Linked DNA regions of Hordeum vulgare: region 1 is linked to region 2. Evidence: chromatin contacts called from public Hi-C data. All regions are on one chromosome and are shown on one strand. Each heading gives the region's core, a stretch centred on a gene start, on an enhancer-like site or on the middle of the called end of the contact. The rest is flanking DNA. Distances are from core to core; before and after follow the strand shown.

What was found. Hi-C and Micro-C count contacts between places; a contact is called where the count stands out from the background.
Region 1: a Hi-C map of leaf shows a contact between it and region 2, with 4 times the contacts expected there. The contact joins the enhancer-like site here to the promoter of LOC123426151 in region 2. A contact is called at or near these places in 2 of 6 Hi-C or Micro-C datasets (leaf and seedling).

Annotation. Positions count from the first base shown.
Region 1 is chr2H:310,531,230-310,534,238 of MorexV3_pseudomolecules_assembly, forward strand. No RefSeq gene overlaps it. Among protein-coding and RNA genes, the nearest start is that of LOC123426151, 180 kb to the left of the region's middle. Within about 2 kb of position 1,287, at least 3 of the 3 cell types and tissues checked have open chromatin away from gene starts, as enhancers often do. A contact at or near this core is called in leaf and seedling, where this site is marked.
Region 2 is chr2H:310,352,093-310,355,272 of MorexV3_pseudomolecules_assembly, forward strand. LOC123426151 (peptidyl-prolyl cis-trans isomerase CYP63-like) reads right to left here and starts at 1,365. Exons shown (of 14, transcript XM_045109930.1): 1 at 1,158-1,365; 2 at 882-990; 3 at 734-788. The coding sequence starts at 968.

The DNA.
Region 1 (3,009 bases), core at 37-2,536, 180 kb after region 2:
AGACTTACCACGTGTGTTGGGCGAGGACTGTGTGTCCTTAGCTGAAGGAGAATACGATAAGGACTGTGTGTCATTTGGTTTAAATACCAAGCCTCTCTAAACGATACGTGCGACTGTCACAACAGTTGGAACTGGATCATCAAACCATTGTCATCATCGAGCACCTGGTTCTATTTCCTCAACCCTTTCATTTCCTTAGTTGTATGTTGATGACTTTGATCGTTACTGTTTGAAGAATTTGATTGAGGACTTTCTCAATTTCCTCATCTCAAATTCTTCACTTAACTTGTTCTTCACCTGCATATCCTGAACACGCTACTTGTGCAAACCGAACATTTCCTTTCACTCTGAAGACTATGCTATTGCTGTTTTGCACGCTTGCCTCAGTACTTATTCTGCTGCACATAGTTCGTGAGTGAGGACTTTCCTTACAATGAATTTTCTCAGTGACGAATTTATAAAAATTGCCTATTCACCCCCTCTAGTCGATATAACACACTTTCAAGAGCTTTCCCGTTCCCATTATAGTGGTATTTTGGTGGAGATCTCATAGACAAAGATGTCAAGATCAACATGATGCAATGAATCAACATCTTCAAGAAGGGCAATTGGATCGTGAAGGTTGTCATAGTGTAGTGTCCCCTGTGTCCTCTTGCCCTATGCCTGAATCTCGGGACAAGATTCTTGTTTAGTGGGGGTGAGTTGTCACAACCCTAGAATTATTTGAGTGTCAATAGTTATGTGAGTGCAAATAGTCACATTATAAGCATCCACGCCATCATGTTAATTTTCCTTGAATTTTAAATGGGGAGGATCAAACCCTAGCACCAAATAAAATTTAAATAGGCTCAACCAAAATTATTTCAACAAACCGAAGTGGCCTTCTAAAACGTCGATCATTTCTGGATAAATGTGGTAACATCAACCAGAGGTGAAGCATATTTTCCATGTTACTTTTGGTTGCTGAATTAACTCCACAAGTATTTTAATTGGAGCTATTAAATGCCATATATAATCCCATAGCTCCAAATAATTTGAAACATGGTAAGGGCCTCTAAAATAATTCAGAGAGAGTCCATAAAACATTTCATATTTAATAAAAATGATTTGGTTTGTAAATCAAATCAAAATAGACTAAAACAATAGAAAATAGAAACAAAATAAATAAAAAGGACCACACGTGGTTTACTTGTAGCCGACCCATTAAGCAGCCCAGCCCACTAGGGGTATCACCGTCTTCTTCCTCCTCCCAGAAGGCACAAGAGAAGAAGGCCAATGTGCCCGTGACCTCGCGCCAAGCTGGAAGTAGCCTGGCTACTTCCGTGGCCCGCGCCACGCCGGGGATGAGATCCCCAAAGCCGTGTGGAGCGGGATGACTCCCTCTCCTCTCTTCCCCCTCGCTCTATCTCTCCCCTTTCTCCTGGCCGATGCAGCCATGGTCGTGCGCCTCCGACCACCATAGCTACCAAGCTTCCCTCGACGCCCCTCCGTGTCCAGACGATCCATAACAACCTCGCCCTCGTTTCCGCCAAGCCGTTCGACACCGGACGGGATGTTTCGCCACCAATTTTGCCATGTTCAACCTCAGGCTCCGACGACCGTCGCCCTTGATTCGCGGCAACGGGTGTATCCCCGACCTCGCCATTTCTCCCGTTAGAATAATGGTGAGCTTCTCACCGTTTTCCCCTGTTTCGCTCGCCGCGGACGCACCCTAGGTAGCTTCTCCGTCACGCCGAGCTCCGGCCGCTGCCATCCATGGCGCCACCGTGCTAGAGGACCCGCAACTCTTGTTTGAGCATGCAGACGAGCTCATGGAGCTCCCAGGCATCCGTCGAGCTTCCTAGCTCGCCCGCTAGCACACCATAGCCCGCTCCCGACCATACCGAGCTTTGGTTGCTACCAAAGTAGCCGTGGTTGTTGACTCCGGCCAACCTGCGACCCCTGGATGCGGATAAGCAGATGCTACCTCCTGGTGGTCTCCTCTTGTCGAACGACCTCTAGTAGCGCAACTCCGGCGAGACTCCCTCGCGTTTTTGGCTCGTCGGCGGTGAAACCCAGGCAAGTTGACGTGGCGGGGTTAGTTAGGTGTTAATTATCCTATTAAGCTTAAACCCAAGACAGTGACCGTGGATCCCACAATCTTAATTAACTAGAAATGTTTAAATTAGAGAAAATAACCCCGTGTTAACTCAATGGGTCACTGGGCCCACTAGTCAGGTTTGACCCGGGCTGGGTCAGTTGACCTCTTGATGTTATGGTGATGCAATGCTTTTGTAGTTAATATTTTCTGTGTTTTACATAAATCAAAAATGATTTATGAATTCTAGAAAATCTTAAAACTTTTAGAATTCAAATAAATTAATCTATAACTCCAAATGAAATAATTTATATATGAAAAATGATCAGAAAATCCAATGAATCTGTTTACGCCATGTTCATGCATGGTTGAACAAGCTAACACCACAGTTTAGGACAAATAACGATCTGGAAAATTTATAAAATAACATTTGGAGTTGGAATTTAGTATATATTTGAATTCCACTTCACTTAATATGGCTATCTATTGCATTATGTCAATTCAATGTCTTAACATGACATATCATTCATCTAGTTATGCATTTCATGAATTGAATGTTGTTCCCTCTTGTTTGCCGGTGGTTGTTCTCCCTTGATAGATGGTTTTGACGCTGTTATCATTGACACTAATGAAGAGAATTTTTATCTTGAGAATTGTCATGCAAGCAACCCCCTTGAGCATTCTGATACAATCCCACTCTCTCGCTCATGCTCTCTTTTAAATGCATTAGGACAACAATGATTCAACTCTTACTTGTCCTCGGTAGCTGAACCCATTCCTTTGCATGACCTGTCCTTGTCACAGTAAATAGTTGAAACCACTTAGCATGAGTAGCAATTTCTTGAGCCTTGTTGTGCTTACTCATCCATGCTTGCTTACTGTGTCTACCATGCTTAAATTTGTGTCGGGTCTGATCCATCTCGGGCAATGAA
Region 2 (3,180 bases), core at 115-2,614:
GAACCCGACCGAGGGGACGAAGATCCCCGACATCCGGCGAGGGGCGGCCGCGTGCGCCACGACGAAGAGCGGGGACGCGAGCCGGCGCTCCCAGGATGGGAGGAGATCGAGCGGGGAGGCCCGGTTGGAGATCGAGCGGGGAGGCCCGGTTGGAGATCGATCGGGGAGGGCAGCGCGAGACGGCCAGAGGACGATGGCGGCATCGCGAAATTGGATCTGTACGAGTTGCGCGTGCGAAAAAATAACCTAAGGCTCTAATACCATGTTAGGAAAGCAACTTATCTGTATTGAAGGCCCAAGGGGCATATATATTACACATGACTTGAGGTGCAAGAAAAGTAAACATAGACTAATAAGGACTCCTAGACTAATACTAATAGACTAATAAGGACTCCTAGACTAATACTAATAGACTAATAAGGACTCCTAGACTAATACTAATAGACTAATAAGGACTCCTAGACTAATACTAATACTTCCTAACATAATAAATCCCTGTTTAGCATTGTGGTTTGCATTCAAGACCATCGTTCAAGTACTCGGTATGTTTAGAAACTAAATCCCTTGTGGACATAGACCGTGCACATTCCTTTTCTAGCATTTAAGCTAACTCTTGGACATCCTCAACATCAAGGATGCTAAACTTAAGAACTTGCATGTAAAAAATGTGTGTTTCATCACTAACTGCATCATTATACGCACGCTATTCCACAGCAAAGACTCTGCATTTTACCGGTACAAAGAGCTCGGAAGTTCTCTGCCGTCTTCGGAACTACATCAGCAAAGAGCTGCAACACCAAAGTGGGGAGCTAATCAGGCGCACGCCACCGAGAAACAGACATCACTTAGAACGATAAGATGAAGGTACACTGTTTTGCAACCTCAAACGTGATTCTCTCGGTAAGTCGTCCATCAATGGATATGTCCAAGAAGACCCGAGGGTTCGGATTCTTCTTGAACTTGGGCATGATTTCCTCCCTTTCGGTTTACCTGCAGGTGCGTGCAATCATGAGAGCATCTTCAGCAAAAAGCATCCAAACAGAAAGACACTAGCTGGATAGGCTGGGGCAGATCTAGTTGGTATGTGGCCAAAACTCGTGGAGATGGTCAGTGGGGTTTAACAACTAATCACTCGATGGATGGCGAAAAGGGCGTACCTCGAGAAACAGTGTCCGAGGTTGCGGACGGGATGGAAACTGCAGGCACGCGTGGAGGGCGATGGCAGCGGCCGTAGCGGCGGCGCGTGTGAGAGGCTAAGGGGTTGGGGGCGAGGTGTCGTCGGTGACGCCACAAGCTACGGCACGGCGGCAACTCTAGGTCAGGAGGAAGGAGGAAAGAGGTATCGGACGGCAAGGTGCATATCAGGCCCCGCGAGCCCAGCAATCGGTTTCCTTTAGAGGAATGGGCCTAGAAGAGAGGTATCGGACGGCAAGGTGCATATCAGGCCCCGCGAGCCCAACAATCGGTTTCCTTTAGAGGAATGGGCCTAGAAGCTGTAGTCTACGTGTTAATGGGCCTAGAATCGGTTTAGTTCCGAGGCAGTCCCAATAAACAAACATCAAAACGAGAAAAATGGAAAATGCTTACTTTCATCCGAATGCACACGCTCGCTCGCCCTCATGTGACTACCACGTGTCCATGGACCTCACCACCGCTTTATCCTCTCTTCCTTATCCTTTCATGATCAATTTTCAGCCAGGCGTTCTTTCTTTTCCTGGTCAAACTATCTTCTTCCCATCTTTTCTTTCTCTTTCATCCCCGTGACTCCGAGGATCTCATCCACCATGGATGGCCTCGAGGAGCTCTTTTTCAAGTAATGCGAGGGGGGCGGCTACTAAAGGGGGCATGTTTGACTGCTGGGAGCTCTGTCGTGCTGTGAGCCGATGTTGCAAGGTCGTCGGAGTTGCTACGATGGCTTCGTCGTGTTGCCAGCCGGTGTTGTGAGGTCGCGCGAAGTTGGTACGATGGCTCTGTCGTGTTGCGAGCCGGTGCTGCGAGGTCATCAGAGTTGCTGTGACGGCTTTCTGCGAACCGGTGTTGCGAGGTCGCCGGAGTTGTTGTGAATCAATGATGCGAGGTCCCCGGAGTTGTTGTGATGGCTCCGTTGTGCTGGGAGGCGGTGCTGGGAGGTCCCCGGAGTTGTTGTGATGGCTCCGTTGTGCTGGGAGGCGGTGCTGGGAGGTCGTGGGAGTTGTTGCGCCGGAGTTGGTCCGACGAGATGTCGTGCTGTGAGCCGGTGCTGCGAGGTCGCCGGAGTTGGTCCGACGAGATGTCGTGCTGTGAGCCGGTGCTGCGAGGTCGCCGGAGTTGGTCCGACGAGATGTCGTGCTGTGAGCCGGTGCTGCGAGGTCGCCGGAGTTGGTCCGACGAGATGTCGTGCTGTGAGCCGGTGCTGCGAGGTCGCCGGAGTTGGTCCGACGAGATGTCGTGCTGTGAGCCGGTGCTGCGAGGTCGCCGGAGTTGGTCCGACGAGATGTCGTGCTGTGAGCCGGTGCTGCGAGGTCGCCGGAGTTGGTCCGACGAGATGTCGTGCTGTGAGCCGGTGCTGCGAGGTCGCCGGAGTTGGTCCGACGAGATGTCGTGCTGTGAGCCGGTGCTGCGAGGTCGCCGGAGTTGGTCCGACGAGATGTCGTGCTGTGAGCCGGTGCTGCGAGGTCGCCGGAGTTGGTCCGACGAGATGTCGTGCTGTGAGCCGGTGCTGCGAGGTCGCCGGAGTTGGTCCGACGAGATGTCGTGCTGTGAGCCGGTGCTGCGAGGTCGCCGGAGTTGGTCCGACGAGATGTCGTGCTGTGAGCCGGTGCTGCGAGGTCGCCGGAGTTGGTCCGACGAGATGTCGTGCTGTGAGCCGGTGCTGCGAGGTCGCCGGAGTTGGTCCGACGAGATGTCGTGCTGTGAGCCGGTGCTGCGAGGTCGCCGGAGTTGGTCCGACGAGATGTCGTGCTGTGAGCCGGTGCTGCGAGGTCGCCGGAGTTGGTCCGACGAGATGTCGTGCTGTGAGCCGGTGCTGCGAGGTCGCCGGAGTTGGTCCGACGAGATGTCGTGCTGTGAGCCGGTGCTGCGAGGTCGCCGGAGTTGGTCCGACGAGATGTCGTGCTGTGAGCCGGTGCTGCGAGGTCGCCGGAGTTGGTCCGACGAGATGTCGTGCTGTGAGCCGGTGCTGCGAGGTCGCCGGAGTTGGTC